Regions from separate parts of the Gossypium hirsutum genome. Here region 2 is linked to region 1. The links are chromatin contacts, called in public Hi-C maps. All regions are on one chromosome and are shown on one strand. The core of a region is the stretch at or near the end of the contact, and the rest is flanking DNA. Distances in the headings are between cores, read along the strand shown.

The links. Hi-C and Micro-C count contacts between places; a contact is called where the count stands out from the background.
Region 2: a Hi-C map of leaf shows a contact between it and region 1, with 4 times the contacts expected there. The contact joins the enhancer-like site here to the promoter of LOC107932930 in region 1. A contact is called at or near these places in 7 of 34 Hi-C or Micro-C datasets (callus and leaf).

Annotation. Positions count from the first base shown.
Region 1 is chrA07:16,271,904-16,278,168 of Gossypium_hirsutum_v2.1, reverse strand. LOC107932930 (receptor-like protein kinase HERK 1) reads left to right here and starts at 3,042. Exons shown (of 1, transcript XM_016865052.2): 1 at 3,042-6,265. The coding sequence starts at 3,745. The coding sequence ends at 6,225.
Region 2 is chrA07:16,353,434-16,360,023 of Gossypium_hirsutum_v2.1, reverse strand. No RefSeq gene overlaps it. Among protein-coding and RNA genes, the nearest start is that of LOC107932919, 27 kb to the left of the region's middle. Within about 2 kb of position 4,698, at least 9 of the 9 cell types and tissues checked have an H3K27ac peak or open chromatin away from gene starts, as enhancers often do. A contact at or near this core is called in leaf, where this site is marked.

The sequences.
Region 1 (6,265 bases), core at 1,793-4,292:
CAACTTTGAAATTAACCATGTCGTATGATATAACATATATTGTCTGAGCCTCCGAACTAACTAAACCAAAGTGCAACAAAATTTTTCAATTGACGAATACTTTGCTTCATACTCTGTGAACTTTTTGCTGAGATAGTAAATCGCCTTTTCTCTTTTCCCCGACTCATCATGTTGCCCTAGTATGTAACCCATTGAATTTTCGAACACAGTTAGATACAATATTAACGGTCTTCCTGGAGTTGGCGGTACTAACACCGGGGGACTAGATAAGTATTGTTTTATCTTGTCAAAAGCCATTTGTCACTCCTCGTTCCATTCTCCTGGATTATGCTTTCAAAGGAGTCAAAAAATTGGGTCACACTGGTTGGTAAGTTGAGCAATGAATCGAGCAATGTAGTTCAACCTTCCTAAAAATCCTCTGACTTCTTTTTGCGTGCGCGGAGGTGATAGTTCTTGTATGGCTTTTATCTTATCTGGATCAACTTCAATGCCTCTCTCGCTGACGATGAAGCCTAGCAATTTTCCCGAGGTAGCCCCAAACGTACACTTGGCTGGATTAAGCTTCAGCTGGAACTTTCTCAGTCTTTCGAACAACTTCCTGAGGTTCCCAACATGCTCTCTTTCCCCCTTAGATTTGGCGATCATATCATCGATGTAGACTTCTATTTCTTTGTGCATCATGTCATGAAACAAAGGGGCAGCTGTAAGCACTAAATTTTTGTCCGACTAGAGTTTGTGTTTAATTTTCAAATTTTCAAAAAAAAAATTAAAAAATAAAAAAATTACATTTTAACCCTTAAACTTTTCCTAAATTTCATTTTAACCCTAAAATTTCTTTAAATTTCAATTCGACCCCTAAACTTTCCTTAAATTGCATTTTAACCCTAAATTTTCTAAAAATTACACTTTAGCTCTAGAAGTTTTGCTGCATTTGTGATTTGGTCCTTCTGACAGATTACGTGATTTGGGGCATCCACTCCCCGGATTTTCAGGCCATCAGCATGAGTGGTTGCTCCTTCTTCACCCACTACCTGCAAATAGCATGAGAAACAAGCAAAATGGTAGAAATAAAAAAGAAAAAACCACACCATAAAAGAGAGCTTTTTTTTTCGGTAAAAAGGAGGAGGAGGATTCCCCCATTTGATATTCGGTGAAGAGCAAAAAAAGCAAAAGAAATTCTCCAGCAAAAAAACAAAAAAAGAACATTCTGCAATCTAAGTAAAAAAAAAACTCCAATATCCGGCAAGCAACCAAGCAACCAAGACCCAACCACCATTAACACAACAACCAAGCTCTCAAACCGAAACCCATTCCAAATAGCAGAGCCAATCGATTATCAGCCACCCCGAAATCCAAACCTCAACTACCTGTAGCTTGATTTCACGCGGCGCACACGATGGCTATTGGTGGCGTGCACGGTAGAAGGAGAAGGGGTTCGGCTGCTTGAAGCTTGGATATCTTTTTTCTTTCTTTGTTTGCTGCTGGAAACTTGTTTGTTTAGGGGGTTTAGTATTGAAAAAAAGAAATATTTTAGTTAATGGCTTGGTTTATGTTAGATTTGATGGGTTAAATTTGGTTTGGGTTAATTAGTGGGTTGAGTTGGTTGTGTTGGGTTTCTTAAGTTAGTGAGTTGGGTTGGTTTGTATTATTTTTTTTTTAAATTAGTGAGTTGGGTTTAGTTTGGTTTGAAATATTAAGTTAGTTGGGCTGAGATTATTTTGTAATAGGCTGAAATGATTTGAATCTTTTGTCTTTATGTAAATTTTATGTGGGCCAAGCAAAAATTTAGTCTAAAAAAGACGAAAATAAATTTTAAAATAGCTGGGTCAACCCGACCCTATTTGCGGCAATCTGATCCAGTGACGATCACCAACAAAGGTCCATTTCAGCAACCCGAGGAGAAAAGAAATTAATTTCAGTAACCCATAACATTGGGCTTCGGTATATTCTTACCCTTTTTATTATTATTTACCCATTCCAATTTAATATATATTTTAGATCACATATTATTGCAACGTTATTATTAGTTTTTTTTATTTTAGAAATATTTTTATTTTCTTTTAATTAATTTCAATAAATAAGGCAACGTGTCGATTTAACATTAAGTCTTTGATTTCATCGCTATGTTGGGTGAACATCATTGGCTCGTGTTAAAAATGGGACGTCCTTTTAAAAAAAATCGAAAAATTTAAAAATTCTCGTGTTTTGAAATAGGATAATTATTTTAGTGATTATTGGTAAGTGATCAAATTTTATTTTCAAAATGTAGATGAGGATATGTAATTTGTCAAAATTCTAGTGTTGTAAATTTTTTGTGTTTTTTATAAAAAAAATTCGGGTTTCAAAAATTTTCGTGTTTTCAAAAATTTTCGTTTTTTTTAATTTCTCAGGTTTCAAAGATTCTCAGGTTTTCAAGAATTTTTGTGTTTTCACAATCTCTCGGGTTTTAAAAAAATATTTTCAAGTTTCAAAATTTTCGTGTTTTCAAAATTCTCGTGTTTCAATAGGATCATGATTAAATATTAAATTGAATTCATTTTTTTTTTGAAATTAAAGACAACGCGTGTTTAAAGGGATACCAATTTTGGGCGTCGCGAGGGTGCCAATACCTTTCTCGTGCGTAACTGACTTCCGAATCCTATTTTTTTCTGGATTTTGACGTAGACCTAAACTCGACCTTTTTTTTACTCAAAAATATTTTTTTCTAAAAAGAAGATTTATTAGATTTCCGATCACATCTAGAAGAAAAGATTAGTGACGACTCCCCTTTTTTAATAAAATCGAAAATTAATTTTCAAATTTTCAAAAATCGTCTCAATTAACAACCAAAATAAATTTTTACGTAGCTACATAACCCTCCCACAAAACGTTTTATTTCATTTCTTATAATTTTCAGTTTCAATTTATTTATTGAAATTTGATATCAATTATTAAACAAAAGGAAAGAGATTGACATCAATCCATTAAAACTTAAAAAGACTTTAAAGTTTATAGAGGAAGGCATTTGCTTTTCCCCAGTCACCGCTCAAAACCACCCCCAACTAGCAGGATGGAGAGTAAATAACCTTTATGTTACTAGAAAACTTAAAACTCTGTTTTCTACCCACCGTCATTAAAACCCATAAAGACGCCTCTCTCTCCATAAATTTCCTAACTTTAAATTTGCTCTTATCTCTTCTGCATGTTATTGTTTTGTTTTTATTGTATTCACTTTACATCTATCGTTGATTTACCAAACCAGAAATTAGACATTTAAACAGTGTTTTTCTTATTATTTGTTCTGCTTATTCGTATTTTTGTTACACCACCTTTAGCCTCTTTGTGTTCTGTTTATTTAAGAATATGAACCAAAATGGGGAAAAAAAAATAGAAACAATTAAGTGGGAGACGTTGTAATCTAGTTTGAAGTTAAACCCGCTTATGTATGCACCCTGCTCTATCTGCATTGGAAATTGCAACGAAAACTCTGCCAAATTTCCATTACGGCTGCATAGAAGATTTGATTTTTTGAGTCTGGTTCATCTAAAATTCAAAGGTTTCATCTTTTCATCTCTTTGATTCGGTTCTCTTTCTGTTTCTTTGTTCCAGCTTTTGTCTTTAATTCAGATCTCTTAGTTGTTGTTTCTTTAATTTCTATTATTGTTTGCTATTAATCCATTTGTAGTTTATGTAAGAATCCAGGATTTCAGTTCCTGTTAAGATTCAAAGCTTTGGTGTTACTGTTACTTGCTAGGATTTGAAAAGATGGGTTGTAAGATAATTGAATTGCTCATCTGGGTTTCTTCAGTCTTATGTTTTCAATGCTTTGCTAGAGGGTTTACACCAGCAGACAACTACCTTATTGATTGTGGATCACTAGCTAATAGTACAGTGGGTGGTCGAGTTTTCATGGCTGATGACTTAGCCTCTAAACTCCTTTCTACACCACAACGTGTTGTTGGGAACACTTCGAAATCAATCATCTCTTCTGCCGTTTCACGGCTCTATCAAACAGCTAGAATCTTTACCGGTGTTTCTAAGTATACATTTCCAATCAGCCAACGGGGGAGACTCTGGATTCGCCTTTATTTCAGTCCATTTGTTTATGCTACTTACAATATGAGTTCGGCAAAGTTCGATGTTTCCACTGAAAACCATGTCCTTCTCAGCAGTTTCAGTGTTGGAGCTCATCTTGTCAAAGAATTCTCTGTTAATATCACCACCGATAGCCTTGCCATCATATTCACTCCTTCAGAGAATTCATTTGCTTTTATAAATGCCCTGGAAGTTGTTTCAGTTCCTGATCAGCTCATTCCAGACCACGCCCGTACTGTTAAATCATCAGTGGGATTCCAAGGCTTGATGTGGCAGGCACTGGAGACGGTTGCTAGGGTGAATATGGGGGGACCTATGGTGTCCTTCAAGAACGATACCCTTCATCGAACATGGGTGCCTGATCAGAGTTTCCTTATAGAAAAGAATCTTGCATCAACTGTATCAAATACTAGAGCTGTCAAGTATGTTGATGGTGGATCAACACCAGAGATTGCTCCAGTTTCTGTTTATGGTAGCTGCACCAAGATGAACTCCTTAGGTGACCCCAATAGCAACTTCAATGTGACCTGGGAATTCAATGTGGATCCCGGTTTTCAGCATCTAGTTAGGTTTCATTTTTGTGATATTGTCAGCACTTCTCTTAACCAGCTCTATTTCAATGTTTTCATCGACTCCTCAATGGTTGTGAGGGACCTTGATCTGAGTGCTTATTTGGGTAATGTTTTGGCTGCTGCATATTATATGGATTTTGTTACAGACTCAGCTACTATGAACAAGCTTCGAGTAAGCATCGGTCCATCAAATTTACGTGGTGCTTACCCTGATGCCATACTAAATGGGCTTGAAATCATGAAATTGAACAATTCTGATGGCAGTCTTACTGGCTTGGGAACTGCCAATACTTCTGGTTCAAGTTCAAAGAAGAAAGTTGGTGCCATAGTGGGTGCCAGTGTTGGGGTGGCTTTTGGACTGCTGTTGGCAGGACTTCTATTTATGTTTTGTAGAAAAAGAAGACGTGTGGCACACCGGAGGCAATCGAAGACATGGATTCCTTTTTCAACTAATGGAGGAACTTCCCACACTATAGGGAGCAAATACTCCGAAGGAACAACTGCTAGTCTCAATTCGAATACTGGCTATCACATTCCTTTTCTGGCTGTTCAAGAAGCCACCAATAATTTTGATGAAAGTTTGGTCATTGGGATTGGCGGTTTCGGTAAGGTATACAAGGGAGAACTGAATGACGGTACAAAAGTTGCAGTTAAAAGGGGAAATCCCCAGTCCCAACAAGGACTTGCTGAGTTCCAGACTGAAATTGAGATGCTATCCCAGTTCCGTCACCGCCATTTAGTTTCTTTAATTGGTTATTGTGATGAAAAGAATGAGATGATCTTGATTTATGAATATATGGAGAATGGTACACTCAAGAGTCATCTCTATGGTTCGGGCCATCCAAGTTTAAGTTGGAAACAAAGGCTTGAAATATGCATTGGAGCAGCTAGAGGACTCCATTACCTTCACACAGGCTATGCGAAAGCAGTTATTCATCGTGATGTGAAGTCCGCGAATATCTTACTTGATGAGAATCTCATGGCCAAGGTTGCGGATTTCGGGCTGTCAAAGACAGGACCTGAAATTGATCAGACCCATGTCAGTACAGCCGTGAAAGGAAGTTTTGGATACCTTGATCCAGAATATTTCAGAAGGCAACAACTGACAGAAAAATCTGATGTATATTCATTTGGAGTGGTTTTGTTTGAAGTTCTTTGTGCAAGACCAGTAATAGATCCTACTCTTCCAAGGGAAATGGTAAATCTAGCTGAATGGGCAATGAAATGGCAGAAAAGAGGACAGTTGGTGCAAATAATTGATTCTAATCTCAAAGGAAAGATCAGGCCTGATTCTCTTAGGAAGTTTGGAGAAACTGCCGAGAAATGCTTAGCTGATTTCGGTGTTGACAGGCCTTCCATGGGGGATGTTTTATGGAATCTGGAGTATGCTCTTCAACTTCAGGAGGCTGTAAAGAACAGTACGAACATGATCGGTGAACTTTCTCCACAAATTAACAATTTCAGTCAGCTTGATCCAACAGTTTCTTCTGAACAGTTTGTGTTGTCAAGTGTGGATGACCTCTCAGGTGCTTCAATGAGTAAAGTGTTCTCACAGCTGGTGAAGTCTGAAGGCAGGTGAATTATATGTTATGGGCCAAAGATTACATGGTTTTCTCCGG
Region 2 (6,590 bases), core at 3,449-5,948, 80 kb before region 1:
AATTACTTGAAAAAGAAAGGTTTTTTCATTGAGAAGCTGCCTTTTTTTTAGATTTATTTTATCTAAACGAGATTTTAATAAAAAGATAAATTTATGGAAATGTATTAAATGTTAATTTTTTAAATGAGTGTAAAACCCACAACAATAGTAATTAAGACTCTTTATTTGACACAATGTATTTTCCCCTTAAAGTTTATTAAAAAAATGAATATAAAAATCATTGGACCTAAGCTCTAAATTCACTTCTTTTTTGGAGTTTATGATTACTTCACATCAATCATAAAAGAATACATAAATTCTTGATAAGTACCATTATCAATTAAGAAAGATTTGAAGACACTCAACAGAAAATTGTAATAAAAAAAATCCACGTATCTGAAAAAAAATATTCACAATATCTTTATATTTGTATTTGATGCATTTTTTGAGAAATTAAAAAAAATTGAATTTTAAAAATTCAAATATTAAATTCTTAAAATTTTAATACTAAACACCCAATTTATTTTATAAAATTGTTTGATACATTAGTAAAAATTAAGCATTCAATATATTTATTTTTCTTAATAATAAATTTTGATTTTTAAAAATTTATTATTTCATAATTTTGATCTTATTAATATGGTATTATTTATTTTATTTTAAATAGTTTTTGATAAAAAGTTAAATATTATGATTTACATATTTTTATTGTTAATAAAATAAGGAAATAGTTTATTTCAAAAATAATATTAATTTAATATTTTCTTGACACTTTTTGTTAAAAAAATTAATATGGTTATCAAACACAATCGAAAATTTTCAATTATGAAAACTTAATCCAAGTGAATCAATGATATCACCTAATAAAAATAAATTATTTGTTTAGAAAAGAAATTTCATTACTGCTAATGTTTTCAATTTTCAAAATGATCTTACTTGTTTTAGTAAAAATAAGGAAGAATTTCAGAATTTTGATTACAATTTTTGAAAAGGGATATTATCTATTCATATTCCACCTATAGATGTGATTTTATAAAATTTCTTGTAATTTTATTTCATTTACCACATAACATATCACTATAAAATAAACAACTTAAATTTGTAAAATATCATTTTGTTTATTTTTAATATATACATTTATATTTTATATTAGGCATAATCATAAATTTAATTCTCGATATTTTTATCTTTTATCAAATTGATCATTATTCTTTTTTTTAACTAATTTTAACCCTCAACCTTTCAAAAGAGTCAAATTACTTTTTTTAAAACGAAAATGCTAAATAAAACATTAATTTTTTTTAACAATGTTGGTAGGGTTGGTGTCGAAACCATCCACTATATTTAAAATTTTAAGTTCAAAAAAATGGGGGAATCGACTTTTGAAAAACAGAAATATGGAGTCGCCACCGATCCTTTTGTTTTGATGTGATCGGGTCACCTAAGAATTTGGTTATTTTAATAAAACATTTTGGTTTACTAAAACAACGATTCTGGTCTACAAAAATATGAGAAAACGGGCTCGGGAGTCGGTTACGTATGAGGAAGGATTAGCACCCTCATTACGCCCAAAATTGTTACCAAATCGATTAAATACTGTCCTTATGTCTAAAATTAAAAATGTTTTTGAAATGTGGTTCTTGTTAATAACATTTGAATAACCCGAGTTAGTTGCCAAAAATCTTCTAGTTTCGACGTCCGAAAATTTATAATTCGAAAATCGCAAAAGGATGCTCAACTATTTAGTCCAACGGAAAACCGAAACCCAGCATAGTTGGGTACGATTCCTCGAATTTCCAAACATTGACCATAGCCTTACCTTAGAAAATACGTGTGAAATTCCCAAGAGATATTCGATTATTTAGGACAAATGAAAAAGCGCAACCCAGCACGATAGGGCTCGATTTTCAAATCGCCAAACGTCGAACATCGCCTTCGTTTTGAAAGATTTTTAATAAACATGAGTGAAAACCTAAGGGAATATTCGATTGTGTTGAGCAAACGAGAAATCACAACCCAGCACGATAGGGCATGATTCCCAAATTGCCAAATGCCGAATATTACCTTCGTTTTAATGGATCTTTAGAAGACATGAGTGAAATTTTGAAGGGATATTTGATTATTTTAAGCGAACACTAAATTGCAACCCAACACGTTAGGGCACGATTCCGCGAGTCGCCAAATATCAAATATCGCCTTCGTTTAAGGGACTTTTAAAAGACATGGGTGAAATTCTAAAAGGACCTTCGATTACTTTGAGCAAACGAGAAATTGCAACCCAACACGTTAGGGCACGATTCCACGAATTGCCATGAATCGAATATCGCCTTCGTTTTAAAGAATTTTTAAATGAATACTTATAAAACTAGCTTAAAACGTATTAATCCAATTTAAAATATTTCGAAATTAATCATAAAAATCTGGATTATATAGAACCACATTTCAAAAACTAAGTGGAAAACGATGATATGGGGCTATATATATGCATGAGATACAATCGATTAACGAACCCTAAAAAATATAACTTACCTAAAGAACATAATCCGATTACAATCATGCATGGGGAATAACTGATGTGATAACATATGAAAATGAGCGAGCATGATGTAGCAAATATACAAGAAATTTCATGAAGATAATTAACACATGGGATACCAAACGATATAAGATCAACACGACACAAAAATAGTGGACTAAAAATGATGGACTAACAATCAACTAATATATGCTTGAGTTTGAAATAATTTATAAGAGGAAAGTTAAGAATACTTATATGTGTATGAACGAATTTTGAAGCAATTATATACAATATAACATGGAATTAAAATATGAGTTATATATATAAAAAAAATTGGGTTGATTTTATCACAAATTAAAATATATATATGTATATAAATTAGAAATAATTGCTTATAAAAAAAATACCATAGAAACATATTCAAGTTCGAATTATTCCTATTGCAAATGATGGACTTAAAAGCATACTTATATAAAGAAGACTATGTATATAAAATATGGGTTTAATAATGTACGTAAATCAAAAATATGTATTAATGTAAATAAATATAAAACAACTTAAATTTTATTCAAAACACATGTACCAAGCATATTTAAATAGCAAAAATATATGTTAAAACACATGGATTTAAGAATAGCAAAAATATATGTTAAAACACATGGATTTAAGGAAATATATGAATCAAACCTACATCTCAATATTCGTATGTCTGTACAAGAAGAATTTTGAAATGGGTGATGTCTAAAATAATTTTATGAAGCAGATGGCTTTGGGTTAATGATACATATAAATTTAAAAGCAAATATATATATATAAGATAACGTAAAAATGATAATACGTAGGCTTAAATTAATGTATAAAAATCAAACATGTGTGCTAATATAAGTAAGTAAAAAAAACAATTCTATGCAAGCATATATACTGAACATATTATCATAGCAAGAATACATGCCAAAATATATGGTTAGAATAAAAAAACATTATATGTATGAAGTGACATTAGCTTATTATAAAACATGTATATGCATAATAACATGAAAGAAAAAAACATTTAAGATGTACAAAGTATGATAATGATATTACAAAAAACGAATCTACAATACTAAAAAAAATAATTATCAAAGTTGCTTAAAATATACAAGTAAATAAATAAAAAAATTATAAAGTTATAAAATAAAAAGACCTAATTAAAATTAAACTAAAACACACAAGGTAAATTTGAAAATAAACAAAAATAATGAAGGACCAATAGTCAATGCCCGAAAACATCTAGGGACTAAAACTGGCAATATACCAGATCCCAAAATGCTGCGTTTAGGCGCGGATCCATTTGCAAATGCGTGTAAATTACAGGACTAAATTAATAAAAAAAACGAAACACAAACATAGGCTGATTTGAATGCGGCGCGAAAGGGAGGGACTGATATGGAAAATAATCCCTCACCGCAAAAACACGCGGGTCATCAGGGCAGCAAACTGGATCGGGTCGGACGAATAGGCTTATACGACGCCGTTTTTTTGGCCACGGTAGTAAGCCTCAAACGACGTCATCCCCACAGGTATAAAAACCCCATTTTACCAAATTTTCAAAGCCTTCAAACCCTAGACCCATTTTCCATAGCCGCCTTCAGCCATGTCATTTGGCCCTAGCCTCCGGTGTCCCCAACCGCGGCGTATACGCCTTTTGAAGAGCATTTGCAGCCTCAAGACCCCTCTGCCCTCGATTTCGGCGAAGCAAGGAGGAGTTAACGGCGAACTCGCGAGGTAAGCCTCTTATTCCTTTCTCTTTTTCGAGTACCAGAATCACAAACCCACGAAAGAAAAAAAAAGAGACGGAGGGAGTAAAGTATTGAGGGATTTTTTTGATTCGAAAGTCACCTTTTTTATTACTTTGTATTGCTTTCGTGATTTTTGTTGCATATTTGCGCGTAAAAAAAAACCTTACAACTGATTAAATCCCCTGGCTTTATAGCCGAATGGGGTAAACATAAAAAAGAAAAATCGAAAATACAATGTTCTTCGTTGTTTTTGTTTGTTTTGCTGTGCGTTTGTCCCTTTTCTGCAAGTACAGGGTGCGTGGCGCTCGGGTACGGGGCTGTGCTGGCTGCTGAGACGCTGGCATCGTACGGAGGGTGGGCGTGGGGCGATGTGGTTGCTGCTTGTGAAGGCTGCGGCGCGAGGACACCTTTGCCCTAGGGTTTGCCGAAATTTGGCTTGGCTTTCGGGCCGTTTGGGCTCATTTTAAGTATTGGGCCACTAGATTTGGGCCAGAGGGACTGTTTTGGGTCTTTGGGCTTGCAATAGGACATTAATGGACTGTGGTTATTATTTATTTATTTATTTATTTGTACATATTATATTTATATTTGGGGTTTTTAGCGGGCTCGGGCCAAAATTGTCACTACAGTTGGCATAGTCTTATATAGTCACACCAACAAATAATTTTTAAAATTATAAAATATTTAAAAAATAAAAAATTCAAAAAAAGTATATATATAAATATTTAAAAAAACATTAGGTACACGTGGATTGTCATGCAAGTTATAATATTTAAAATTTTAATATTTTAGTCAGTATTTTTATTAAAAAATAATGATTCAACTCTTTTTTAAAAGGTTGATGGTCAAATTTGACTTTTTTAAAGAGTTGGAGACTAAATTTAACTTTAAAAAATAATGGTCAAATTGACAAAAGATATGAATATTAATGGCTAAATTTATCATCATGTTTTTACATTATTAAAAATATTTAATATTTTAACAAATTTACGATATCCATATTGAAATTTTTTATATATTTATTTTTAATATCAATATTCATATTTTATAATTATTTTTTGGGCATGAAACTTTAATAACCTAATTTTTTTATAACAAACTTATACATATCAAAACAAAATAATATTTTTGAAAAATAATTATTTATTGAAACAAAATAATCACAAATACTGACATATAAAAATCTCTAAAATTTTAATATCCTTCATTATCAGATGAGCAGCAAATATAATCCTTCCATGGCCATGGTCAGTGACAGCAAATGCCAGCCAGCCCCAAAGCTATTAATGAGAGCAATAAATCATTGGTCTCTAGTTTGCAAGTCATAGTGGTCCATGAACCACCCCCTTCCCCCTTTTACTCTTAAATACACCATTGCTATTGCATGAAATGGTCAATTCAAGCCAGCCATTGCTCCAATCTCTGCACTGAACTTTGGCCCTTATGGGTTCATTGGTTTTTACTTTGTGGTCACGCCCTGTCTTTGATATTACATCTATCTTTATAATCCGAACTCTGATTTATTGGACATCACTTTTTTAAAAGATCTCCGTGAACCAATGAAATTTAATGACAAATTGAATTCAATGTCTTTTCGAAAATCATGGAACTCTTGCTGGTTCTCTGATTGAACAGCATAATTTCGTAGGCTACTTTTGCCTTTAGAACTTTAAACTTCTTGTTTACTTGCGTTTTATATCAATGTAAGATATTTGAAAGTTTTATATATCCTGAGGTTTATTTATTTATTTAAGGACTTTAAAATTTCTATTACGTTTTTAAATTTTGTTTGTCCATATAAGATATTAAAAAATTGTGGGTGAATATGTCATGTTTAGATTTTGTCAGATTCTTTTCAAATTGATTTGGCTTTGATCGATTCTTCTTTTGTTGTACATTGTACTGATTGGATTTTACATTATAATTGATCGAACTTATATTTATATATTTATTGTACTTTATTAATGTTTGACTAGATCAATAAGGATTTCGGCTGGCAACCGGGTTGTGAAAGTGATGAAATCTACAAAAAGGGAAGAATGTAAGCTATGAAGGGTGCTAAAGTTGGCTCTCAGATGCTTAAGTTTGTGTTATGGTTCAGAGAGAATGAATAAAGGTAGAAGGTGATTAATAGTGAACCCTTAAGGCCTTTTTAATTTTTGTAGTTACCTTACTCTTACCCCTCACATTATTTTCTTAGCCTCAGAGCCCAAGCAATTTTGGGATTGGTTTCTTCTTTTTATTTTGTCTAGTTACTATGCTGAGAGTTTGTGAATGTTAGTATTGCTTAACGTAAATCCTTTGTGGCATCAGAG